Regions from separate parts of the Triticum aestivum genome. Here region 2 is linked to region 1. Evidence: chromatin contacts called from public Hi-C data. All regions are on one chromosome and are shown on one strand. Each heading gives the region's core, a stretch centred on a gene start, on an enhancer-like site or on the middle of the called end of the contact. The rest is flanking DNA. Distances are from core to core; before and after follow the strand shown.

Evidence for each region. A called contact is a pair of places that touch in the nucleus more often than the background predicts.
Region 2: a contact with region 1 is called in a Hi-C map of leaf, with 4 times the contacts expected there. The contact joins the enhancer-like site here to the promoter of LOC100873145 in region 1. A contact is called at or near these places in 4 of 5 Hi-C or Micro-C datasets (leaf and an unstated tissue) and 1 of 1 datasets of contacts at active chromatin or transcription factors (leaf).

What each region holds. Positions count from the first base shown.
Region 1 is chr2B:391,690,988-391,697,133 of IWGSC CS RefSeq v2.1, forward strand. LOC100873145 (transcription factor NIGTH1) reads right to left here and starts at 2,511. Exons shown (of 5, transcript XM_044468009.1): 1 at 2,174-2,511; 2 at 1,908-2,062; 3 at 1,362-1,782; 4 at 1,166-1,242; 5 at 598-1,037. The coding sequence starts at 2,507. The coding sequence ends at 816.
Region 2 is chr2B:391,772,149-391,778,952 of IWGSC CS RefSeq v2.1, forward strand. No RefSeq gene overlaps it. Among protein-coding and RNA genes, the nearest start is that of LOC100873145, 82 kb to the left of the region's middle. Within about 2 kb of position 2,268, at least 6 of the 8 cell types and tissues checked have an H3K27ac peak or open chromatin away from gene starts, as enhancers often do. A contact at or near this core is called in leaf, where this site is marked.

The sequences.
Region 1 (6,146 bases), core at 1,261-3,760:
CTCCTGCCATCCTGGTTTTCAGGCGACAGATCATGATCAGATTCTTGGTGTCCCAACATCCCAGAGCAGATATTTGGTCAGGTCAGGTGAAACACATGATGCTTTGCTTGATAATAGGTAGAGGTAGGATCATTTCAAGTTTCTGATAGGTTATTGACAGGATGGCGAGCAGTACTGCTCTAGTTATGTATTATCCGGATTCAGGACCACCTCAAGTTCCAAGGGAAAGGATGAGGGGTCCAAAGCATTTTTCTTCTGTTGTGGAATCCAGAGCAGACATCTTGATGTTTTCTCCATTCAGTCGTTGAATTGGGTCTTGATGCTCTCGCTGTGATGCTCATGGCCATCAAGAAGCAGAAAAATGCACCTTAATTTGCTGGAGAGAAGCAAAACACGGGCACAATCACAAGTTCAGAATCTACCTGCAACTGACTTTCAGTTGAATCAACAAACAACAGCAGCAAGCTTTATGAAAAGCTGTATACTGTACTTAATCCATACGGAAATTTGCTTATCAAGAGAAAGTCTGACACTGATCATTGGTAAATTCTCTGGGCGAAAATTGTAGCTCTGCCCCAACCTTTTTAGATTAACATATCCGCAAAATTGTAACTAGTATAACCTCTTTCCGATGTACTTACATAATAACAGCAAGAGTTTCATCTCAAAGCACTCAAGGCTTGATCACCCTGCATACAACAAAAAAGGCTACACTACAATCCTGTCTCAGGAATCTCTCAAGATACCACTGTCATCGCGCGCCATGGAATCGACCAGGAAACTCTGAACAAACACTAATATAACTTCTTGATCGATCATTTCCAGCCATAGCTCTCTGATCTGCCATCTTCCTCCTCGCCGCTGACCGTCACCGATGAGGCAGCTACGCCTGAGCTTGAGAAGTTTAGGGGCCCCGGAGGTGATCCCCCTGACTGGGAGCTGCTCTGCTCCTGAGTTATCCAGAGCCCTCCCATGAGCACGATCGGCCGGTTGGCTGCCGGAGATCCTGGCGCCCTTCGGTTGTGCAGACGGTATTTCTGAACCATAAGAAAAACAATACATGATTCACATTAGTGTCAATGCAAATTAGTAAAAGCTAGTAATAAATTCCATCATTAGTAGTACATGGACAGAAGTTTGTGAAAGATAGTGGTGAATTGCTCACCTGGAGATGGCTCTTCACTTCATCATTGGTCAGGCCATCCACCTTCATCAGCTCCCTGATTTGCTTTGGAGTAGCAACTGCAATCATGGCAAGGATAACAGCCATGTAAGCTCTCAATAATTTGCTGCTACTATATATATCTACTGGGTGTTCTTGATATTATATCCAGTTCTGGGAGTATTTGTGAAGCGCTCACCTTGGGGACCACCGAGTTGGTGCAGGGCAGTGACGAACTGGCGGTGCAGCTCCGGCGACCAGCACCGCCGCGCCTTCCTCGCTTGCTGCTGCTGCTGCTGCTGCTGTGCTGTCTGCTGCGACTGCGCCTGGAGGCTTAGGGAAGGGGCAGCCGGTGCCAGGGCGGCCGCAGCCCTCGCCGCTTCTTGCGCAAATCCCACAAGCTGACGGCGGCTTTCTTCAGCGCCGCCGGTAGCAGCAGCCAGAGAGGTCTTGATCGGTGCCGGCGACAGAAACGGCAGATCCGGCATCCCCACAGCCTTGTCATCCTTCCTCAAACTCGGCGGCGCGAACGCCGGCGCGCCGGAGCCCACGGCCTTGAACGGTAAGGCAGCGCCGTCGCGAGATTCCGGCACCGACGACCTCCTCCTCTCACCCTGCTTCTGCAATCGTAAAAAGGCGCAAACTTTCAGAACCCCAAACACAATAAAACCACCACGATTTAATGATCATAAATGCTTCATCGACAACAAGCAAGCACGCGGGCAACTGAATCGCCGGATCCTACCTCGGAAGCATCGTCCCCCGGGACGGAATCGCCGGTCCAGAGCTGCGCGGTGCTCATCCAGTTGCTCTTGTCGCCTGCGCCGGCGTCCTCCTTGTCCTCTCCTCGATCGCCGCCTCTCTTCTTCTCCTCCACCTCCTTCTTCATCACATCAATCACTGCGCAAGCAACCAAACCACGTCAAGAAAGGCTCCCCAAAAAGAAGAAAACAACAAAGGGATAATAGCTAGTACTAGCACAAGCAAGCAAGCAAGAAGTTTCTCTCTCACCGTCAGCGAGGAGGCGTGCGCAGAGGGGGAGCTCGCGCCGGAACACCTCGATCTTGCTCTTCTCCTCCTCCAGCCTCCGGATACAGTCGTCCATGGCGGCCGCCGGCGCTTCCCTCACCCGCCCCAGGCTCTTGGCCGCGAACATCTTCAAATCCAGGCTCAAATCTGCGCCCATGCCGATCTCTCCTACATCCAGACCCATGGTTTTACACCGGAGCTCTCGCTCTCCAAACGGAATCTTTACTGACTTGTTGCAAGAGAAAGTATGAGGTGGATGTGAACTGGAGGGAGGAGGTGGGTGAATGGGGACGTTTATATAGAGGAGGAGAAGCATTGGGAGGGGGGAGAATCTCGAGAGTGTGCGAGGATGAGACGAGGACGATTTTTCACGTCACCTACAGATAGCTACAATGAACGTCAGTTTCCATCAAGGCCCTTGGATTTTATGGCTTTTAAGCTTTAGCCCACTTGCCTATGCATGCCAACAAATTCAAAATATGTCTTGTACACACCTTTTTTTTTGCGGGTGTTGTACACACTTTCAACCAGATTGAGCTTGTGCTATTGGGGTCAGAGGGAAGATGCAAAATGCCTTTTTGTTCAGGCTATTAGAAGAAGAAGAAAATATGCGGTCGTATTAATTGGAAATGTTTAGTTTTGGAAGCAATTAATCGTAGGCGTCAAATACGTGTGTATCTTATCAAGGTAGTATATCGATCGGATACGATAGACAGCGGGGGATGTGTACATAAATTACGAATTTAATGGTATACGTATTCATTCTATATTCTGGATTTGTATTAGCTGGATATAATGATTTGTCTAGATATGCATGCATACGCGGCACCGAGGTTACATAATAAGTTCGTGTTGATTGTCTCGTAAAAGTGCATGGTTGGTTTCTTTTTCTTTAATTTTTGCGGTTGGTCATTATGATTTTCTTTCGTTTTATCTTTTGAATTTAGCTTTGGTACAATTTTATGCTTCTTCGGAACATAGTGAGTTGCGCTCATGGGTCAAGTTCCATATTTGTTGTTATATTAGTTTTGCAACTTGTAACACCGAACACTCTAATCAACATTGACTTCTCGTGCAAAAATATGACATAAACTGCTCTCTAAACCGTCTTCACTTCAATTTTCTATACATGTCTAACTTCATGATCATGTTTGGTTGGTGGTCACCCGGTTGTGAAGTTTTCAACAACCAAAATAGGTAAAAGTATGGCATGCCTTATATAAACAGTTATCACACATGGCCATGAGGTACTTTCTTGTGAAAAATGTATACCTCGTATTTGGCCATAGAAAGTGTATTCTACCTCACAACCTAGTAGGATATATGCATCACGTCACAACTATGAAAGTAATAAAGAAACATCAAACACAACAGTAATCCCAAAGTCGAATTTCAAGACCCAATTCATGAGAAGATATGAATTGCCCCCCTTTGATCTTTGTCTCATTAGAGTGGTGACATCATTTCACAGTGGCATATGCATGGGTTTTTTGAAATATCCAGCCACAAGATATCCTTTTAGGAAACACCTCCAAATATGCATCACCCGGCCCGTAGGATAGTTAGCATGCTATATGGTGTCATTATTACTAATTTTATCCATTGCTAGCCTAAAGTAAAATGCAGAATATGTTATCATCTACAACGGACTATAGGACACTCTAAACTAAACTGAAAGTTGAATCAGCATTAACTTTTTATATATGAACTAAGTTTAGGTATACCCTATGAATATTTGATGAAGCAGCATCTGAATCGTTAGCACTTGCATAAAATAATATACAGATTAAATTGCATACATATTCATTCTCAATCGCTAGCACTTGCGTAAAAGAATATACCCTATGAATACTTGATGAAGGAGCATCTCAATTGTAACAGACATATCTCTTAGAAGAAAGAAAAATATGCGATGGTACTAATTGGACATGTTGAGTTTTGGTATCAATTAATCATAAGCGGCAAATACGAGTGTATCTTATCAAGGTAGTATATTGGCCAGATACAATACACAGGGGTAATATGTACATAAATTACAAATTTAATTGCATTCGTATTCGTTCAATATTTTGGATTTGTATTAGCTGGATACATTGTTTTGTCTAGATATGCATGTCTACACAACACTGAGGTTACATAATAAGTTCGTATTCATTGTCTCATAAAAGCGCGTCGTTGATTCTCTTTTCTTTATTTTTTGCGGATGGTCAATATAATTTTCTTTCGTTTTATCTTTTGAATTTAGCTTGTGTACAATTTTCATTCTCTCGCAAAAGCGCGACGATTTTCTTTCCCATTTTAGTCTCACTAGTGAGAGTCTAGGCATGTTTGGTTGGTTGTCACTCAGTTCTGAAGTTTTCAACAACCAGAATAGGTAAAAGTATGGCATGCCTTATATAAATAGTTGTCACACATGGTCATGAGGTATTTTCTTGTGAAAAATGTATACCTCATATTTGGACATAGAAAGTGTATCTATCGCACAAGTAGTAGAATACACACATATCATGTCCATGTAAAAACTAGCACTTGACAACTATGAAGTAACAAAGAAACATCAAGCACAAACAGTAATCCCGAAGTCGAATTTAGAGACTCAATCCGTGAGAAGATATGAATTGCCCCCACTTTGATCTTTATCTCATTAGAGTGGTGACATCATTTCACAATGGAATATGCATGGGGTTTTTGAAATATCCAGCCACAAGATATTCTTTTTTAGAAAACACCCTCAAATATGCATCATCCGGCCTGTAGGATTGCTAGCATGCTATATTTTGTCATTCCCACTACCAATTTTAGCCATTGCTAGGTTGAAGTAAAATGCAGAATATGTTATCATCTACAACGGACTATAGAACACTCTAGTATAAACTAAAAGTTGAATAATTATTAATTTTTAATGTTAGAACTAAATTTAGGTATACCCTATGAATATTTGATGAAGCAACATCTCAATCGTTAGCACATGCGTAAAAGAATATACAGATTAAATTGCATATGTATTCATTCTCAATCGCTAGCACTTGCATAAAAGAATATAGCCTATGAATACTTGATGAAGGAGCATCTCAATTGTAACAGACAGATCTCTTAGAAGAAAGAAAAATATGCGATGGTACTAATTGGACATGTTGAGTTTTGGTATCAATTAATCGTAAGCGGCAAATACGAGTGTATCTTATCAAGGTAGTATATTGGCCAGATACAATACAGAGGGGTAATATGTACATAAATGACAAATTTAATTGCATGCGTATTCGTTCAATATTTTGGATTTGTATTAGCTGGATATATTGTTTTGTCTAGATATGCATGTGTATGCAGCACTGAGGTTATATAATAAGTTTGTATTCATTGTCTCATAAAAGCGCGTCGTTGATTCTCTTTTCTTTAATTTTTGCGGTTGGTCAATATAATTTTCTTTCGTTTTATTTGTTGAATTTAGCTTTTGTATAATTTTTATTCTCTCGCAAAAGCGCGATGATTTTCTTTCCCATTTTAGTCTCACTAGTGAGAGTCTAGGCATGTTTGGTTGGTTGTCACTCGGTTCTGAAGTTTTCAACAACCAGAATAGGTAAAAGCATGGCATGCCTTATATAAATAGTTGTCACACATGGTCATGAGGTATTTTCTTGTGAAAAATGTATACCTCATATTTGGACACAGAAAGTGTATCTATTGCACAAGTAGTAGAATACACACATATCATGTCCATGTAAAAACTAGCACTTGACAAGTATGAAAGTAACAAAGAAACATCAAGCACAATAGTAATCCCGAAGTCGAATTTAGAGACCCAATCCGTGAGAAGATATGAATTGCCCCACTTTGATCTTTATCTCATTAGAGTGGTGACACCATTTCACAATGGAATATGCATGGGGGTTTTGAAATATCCAGCCACAAGATATTCTTTTTTAGGAAACACCTCCAAATATGCATCACTCGGCCT
Region 2 (6,804 bases), core at 1,018-3,517, 81 kb after region 1:
ACCTTAGCTAGCTGCCATGTTGGAACACCTAACCTTGGTCATATCTAAGCCAGAAAATGCCTCTTGTGCACTAATTTAATCATCCTAGCCATAATTGGCCCTTGCTCGCCGTTTGGGCCACATTCCCTTGTTAATTAAACCATAATAGGATAGATGATCTCGATGCAAGATTCCACGCTTGGATCGACAAGATAACATATAGTACAAGCATTGTAGCCTGGAATCTGGAGTATATCTCCCCAAGATTCGACAGCGAATATGTTGATCGACAAAGTCTCTCCATTTGACCAAACATGCACATTTTCTTTTTCCGCCTTCTTCTTCTGACCGATCGACTAATAATAATATTAAGATTTATGGGTTAATCGGACGTCGACCTCAGAGTACTGGAGCTGCGGTAGTAGTTAGGCACTTAGGCTGCTCTTGTTAATTGCCGGCTCCTTAGGAGATTACACGTGTGATTTTTCTCTTGTGCCAACATGGTAGAATATTTCGCTGCCACTTGAAAGATGCGTATCTCGCGGAAATTATTGTATATGTGTTGATGAGTCACAATACCTTTGTAGAGTGTATGCATGCTGCTGAATAACATCATAGCATCCACGTACGTAGTAGGATTGGCATAGTGGTTTCTAAGTCATGTACACAAGGAACAGTGATGCATTCCCTCATGTCTACATTTTATTTAATTAGGCCTCATCATATCCATGTACATACATACATAGCTAACATTTCCTTTCTAGGTCAAGCATTTGAATATTGTAATACCGCTAGAGTAGATTTTATTTTTAACCACTTCGTGGCATGTCTAAACCTTCTTCTTAATCAATGAAATGGTAAATCTTTTGCCTTGTTTTAAAAAATAAATAAATCTGTTTGATAGTACCTAGAGGCTAAAGCTAAAGAAATGTTTGACCTAGAAAAGTAGAGGTTTAACTAATGGTGGAACATGCATGCCCAAGTGGCCGAGCCCAACACACCAAAAGTCTATTGACTTTGTGCAATGTCACCGAGAAGAAACAATAGTACAGGGAAGCGAAAAATTGCTATAGTAGTACGTACTCCACTAGTGACCCTGGCCCTGTCCTAAAGCCTAAAGTTAAAGGGGCCAGGCAGGGCCATCCATCGCTTGTTCTAGTTGATGCGAATCAGGATGAGGGGGCAACTACAAGTGGGCAGAAAGTGGTTACTGTTCCAGATTTGTCTTGCTGCTGCTATCAGAAATTCATATTGGCCAACACATGACAGTGGGCTGCACTGCACCAAACTGACTTGCACCATGTCAGTTCATCCTCCTTATCTGTCTGCTCATCAAGCGCACAGTTTTTGCTTTTGTCGAAACGGAGGCATCAAGCGCACAATTACATAGCATAATTTACCTACTTACTAGTAACTTTGCCGACCTTGTCCTTCCTTTCTATCTGGTCCCCCGTCGCTTCTTATCTAGCCCAACAACCTTTCACAGCTACTCCTATCTATCTACTGTGTAGTTTAGGTGTAGGTCTAGTGTGTGTGCAGGTAGCATATGGAGCAATGTCTATTCGCAAAAAAAGAAGAAGAGAGGAGCAATGTCAACCTGTCATGGATAAAAGAGCCCACGGAATTGCAGTTCCGTCCATTACATACAAGGAAATTCACATGCCTGTTCCTTTCAACAGAAAGAGGAAGGAGAAAAGGTGGTGCAGTGGGCAATCTTGTTCTTGTGTAAAGGGCATGCTGCAATCCATATCCATAGTGGCAGACATTCAGAAGAACCATCTATTCTATTGTATTCTATGCATGATCATTCATGCCAACTGGAGCAGTGGAGGAGTGTTTTTACTGCTCGCGCGTCATAGTGATATGTCTGTACTCTTTCTTTCTGAGGTAAAGTGATGTACTTTCATACAGCAAAGGTACAAAGTCTGTATACAGGTATTGCATGTGCGGACGCTGCTTCGGCGCCTTAAGGCACCTGCCTTTGGGCCTATGACACGTGGGCCTAACAGGTGGCTAGCCCACCTGTCATGGACCCAAAGGTAGGTGCCTTTAAGGCACCGAAGCTCTGTCCTGCCTGTGCATAGGACGCAAAGGATCAAAATCGAACACAACCCGATCCACTGCCTTGCTCTTTTTCTTCCCTGAGCTTTAAGTACATGCATGTAATTCGATCGCTGGTCAGTGTCCTCGACAATTTATTGGTGGCCAAAATGCAAGACACGTGTACGGTCGATACGTATGGAATCATGGCGCCAATCTTTCAGGACAGTGACGGCACCTTGCCAGAATCCGCCGGACGGCTTGATGGGCGGCACTGATTTGTATGGGTCCATCTCCACCTATCATTTTACTGGCTGTGAGCCTGTGAGGCTAGTCATAGTGGGAGTAATTTAGACTAGTAACATACATATGTTACTATTCCATGTTACCATTTTCATAGTGGGAAGTGTTATAAGTGTAGTAACATGCATATTTTTATTTATTGCTTTGTAGATTCATTTTGTATTGGAAACCGCTATGTGATGGTAACATATTATGTTACTCTATTTGTCTCTTTCCTCTTTAATTACATGACACGTTATTTTTTTTGCTTACATGACATCTATATTACTACTTATGTTACTACCATTATGACTAGCCTAGTAGCTTGATGAAAATTCTCGGGCCCTAGACGAGATCGTCACCTCGCTGGCTGGAGCCCAGAACTACGAATCTCCTCCCCTCAATGCCAACAAACTTATTAAGGCCGTACGCAAATGCTCCTACCAACAGAAGCTGCAACAGTTGAGTATGTACATGAGCGGCAGCACAACTAGATATCTACCTCTGGATGCGTACAATACATAGGCATAGGTCGCTATCTACCACAGTCCACAGTGGATTCGCGCAGATTCGATTCCGCTTTGCAGAGCAGAGCATATTCACGCAATTTGCATCGACAAGGATGCGCATGCGCACAAGTCGCTGTTAATTCTTTGTTTGAAACTACGCTCAGTTTGCAGTCTGCCCCTCGCTGTGATTGTTTCGTCGCCGTTATAGCTGCAGAGACGGAATAAGATCACCGGGAGGAGGAGCTTAGCATACTTCGTATATTGTTGACCCGCAAAATGCGTATACAGTTCGCTGAAAAACGGTTTTACGGGTCGATGCGGGCTGCAGTTGTAGACCTCGCGTAACCGACCCGTAAATATGTTGTTTTACGGGTCGGCTACGCGGGTCTGCTCGACCGCAACCCACGTCGTCCCACAAACCAAAAACCCCCGATTAGCGAATTTGACAGTGATTCCAACACTTGAGTTAAAATTCGATGAATAAAACATAGTTCGCGTGCAAATAAAAAGCATAGTTTTGTACTCCCTCCGTCCAGGTGTGTTGGGTGCCTAAGGAAGGGCAGCGTGATCTAGGCGCGAGGGGAGTGGGTGAAGGGAAAAATTTAAACCAGGAAAATAGCTAATTACCGAGCAAGTTTAGCCCTTAATTCTTGCTGGTAAATCTCGCTAGACACGCCAATTTATTGCCTGACCTTTTCCTTCCTCAACTAGCTGCGCATGCATGCAACAATACGTGTGCTAGTTAATTGCCTTCCAATTTTTCCCTCGGGCTGACCAATAATCAACTAACTAATTGTGCATGCATTGGCTTAACACATACCGCAGGTCATCAGTTTTCATTCACACGACATTTAAAAATGGTTGCACGGGGAGCCAAAACAAGAGACTGTAAAACGAGGCTGGTTTAACTACCTATATGCGACTAAAACTTTTAAAAAAGATGGTTTCTCTTAGACGCCATACACACCTGAACGGAGGGAGTACGACAAACGCAAAAGGACTTCATGCAAAAGCGATGACCACATCCACCAGCATCTTGGTCGCTTTTCACCTGTTGTGGCGATCTTCACACCGCACCACCACCATCAATGCTATCGCCGCCCCCAAATCCATCACCGACGCTTGTTCCAACTCCGGCAGCGAAAGCATCGCCGGACGAACTGAATGCATCAATGGCACTGGTTCCAGCTCCTGATGGAAAAACATCACCGGAGCCAAAACACCCACCGGCCGCCGCTAGCATCCTCCTCCTCAAGATGTCTCTCGTTGCCATATCATGTCATTCTTTGGTGATGTCGTCCATGTCATCGCGGTTCAGTGACATGATCCTGTTCTCTTTGGCAAGAAGCTTGGCCATGGCTTTGGTCTCAGCGGCATAGGCTCTTCTCTCCTCAAAGGCCGCCTTGCGCAACCCCTCCTCCTTGAGCAATTTCCACTTCTCTTGCTTCTCTCGTGCCTTCTTCTTGACAAACTCTTTATTTGCCTCCAATGTCTTCGACAGCATCAACAGACTTGATTGCACCATGGCATCTATCTTGTCCAGCAAGCTCGATGCATCTTGTTCCCTCTTAATCTTCTCCTTTGTCTTCTTTTCTCTATCGGGCTTATTCAAGTTTCCTGGGCCATCATCATCTTCATCCATGTTCGTAAGTGAACCCCTTTTCGGTGGGGATTGTCTATCAATCAACTTCCACTTGTCACACCCTTTTAGTAATTCCCAACAATGCTCTAGTTTTAAAAAATTGCATTCGAAAGCTTCCATGTCTTTGTATCTTTGTTGGGCAATTTCTCCAACACAAATAAAACAATGTCAAATGATGCAATCACTTTAAATGGTACAAATTATTTGCACAACTTGGTACGTGAAAATGAACTCACATAGTCGGATCCCACAGTTCCACTTGAAAGTGCGTTGCGAACTTGTTCCAAGCAAGCAGCCCAACGGCTACAAATCGGCTTGATCACGTCTCAACGACCTTGGGGTGAGCGAAAGGTGCGTGGAGTCCTATTGGGATACTTTCCCATCATGCGGAAGTATTGATCTTCGATCCTTTGCCAATACCTCTTGGCGGTTTGAGATGTACCGGTGCAAGCATCGAGAGACACCGCACTCCAAGCCTTGATCAACATTTGGTCTTCCAATATCGTGTAGTTCTTCGATCTCATGCTTTTTTTGCTTGCGCTTGCTCATATAGCCCCTCGTCTATTTCCTCCACTTCATCTTCACCACCGTGATCATCCACGCCACCCTCCATTTCATTGTAATCAAAATCAGTGATAGGGGCTTGATCGATGTCGACGGTGTTGGTGTCCAACAAGTTGACAAACTCGGCAGTGGCATCGTTTGAACCACCGCTACATTTAGTCACATCAAGTCACGACTTACGACAATGGATAAATGTGAGGCAAGTAAAAGGAATTGAAGAAGAATACCTTCCGGCCATTTCATCAAAAACATCGCCTGCGGTGGAAGCGACGCCGTCGAACGGCATCGTCGGGCTACATCTTGTTGGGGCAGGGGGAGAGGATGAAGGCGCCGTCCTTTTCGTAGGTACCTTCTTACGCTTCACGCCCGAAACCTTGCCCATCTTCTTCGGCGGTGGCCGGGCAGATCACGCAGCAGCGGCGGCGTCGGGCGCGTGTATCTTCCCGTTAGGGCCAGCCGGATTTCCGCCAGGCACGACCACGTTGCCCTGCCGCTTGTGGGCAGGCACGGTGGTGCCTTGAGCGATGGTGGGGACGACATGGCCGGCGACGAGATCTGCCGGAGGGGATTGCGCGTGCGCGACATCGACGGTAACGAGGGACGGTTGGGAGGCTTCCATGGCAGCGGAGAAGGGCCGGTGAAAATGGACCGGAGTGGGCGAAGGCCGATCAAGGGCGGCGAAGGGGGGTGGGCAGCGGGAACGGCCGCACGGAAATTTCCCTCGCGCCAAATCTCACTACAGATAGGGGGCGAGCTCGGGTCGACCTCCCACCCCGTGAATCTAAAGGTTGAGGGCCAGCTTTTGCCGCGCCACGCAAACTTTTTTACGGATCTGACACGTTTGCGGGGTCTGATTGGGCTGCGTTTTTCACGTGGACCCATATATTGACGGTTATTTTGCGGGTTGGGACATTATATGGGGTCTGGTAGAGATGCTCTAACATGACGGAGGATCGTTGGGAGGTCCTATTTAGTGGTCAATCCTATATCTCCAGACAGGCCGGCCTTTTCGGCTGTTTTGTTGTTCGTCTGTGTGTGTGTTGTTTTTAGTTTCAATTTTATTTTTGTTTTTCTATATTTCTATTTTTTGCGAGTATATATTTCTCTTTTTCAGATTTGCTTTTGGCCGGTGGCAGCGGCGATGTTCTGTCTGGATTCCGGGGCGGCGACCCTGGATGGTGGCGGCCGGTGAAGCTAGGGCTTCCGCGGCGGCATGGCATGGTGCAGTCCCTATCCAAGGCGGATCTGTGACGGCGATCTGATCTACGGATTGGTATGGATCAGAGACGGTGACGAGCACGCGGGATCCATCTCGGCGGCTCTCGCGGCTTGGCGAGGCGGGGTGGGAGCCCTCCTCCTAGGCTCCAGTGATGGCACACTCAGGTAGTGCCCGGTGCGCCAGGGCTCCTACGGTGGCACTGCTGTTGCGGTTGGTCGCCGGATCTAGGCCGCTAGATCTGGCGCTTTGAAGGCGGTCGAGACGGTGCACAAGTTGTCGGGTGGATTACTTTGGACGGATCCGGGTGAAAACCTGGTCTTCGGTCGATGGCCGGAGCCGGCGATGATGATGCCCTTATTATCGTTTCCTTCGTGAAGGCATCATCGAGGTGAAGTTCCCAGCTCCACTCAATACCTCCGGGGAAACCCTAGATCAACTGATCAGATGTTGGCGGCAATCATGTGTCGTTACCCCTTGGGGGCGGTATTCTTGGAGGTGCACTCGGTCTCGCGGGACCAGCGGACGGCTTTTTCGATGGAGCGGTGCTTCATCCTACACATTGATGGCGA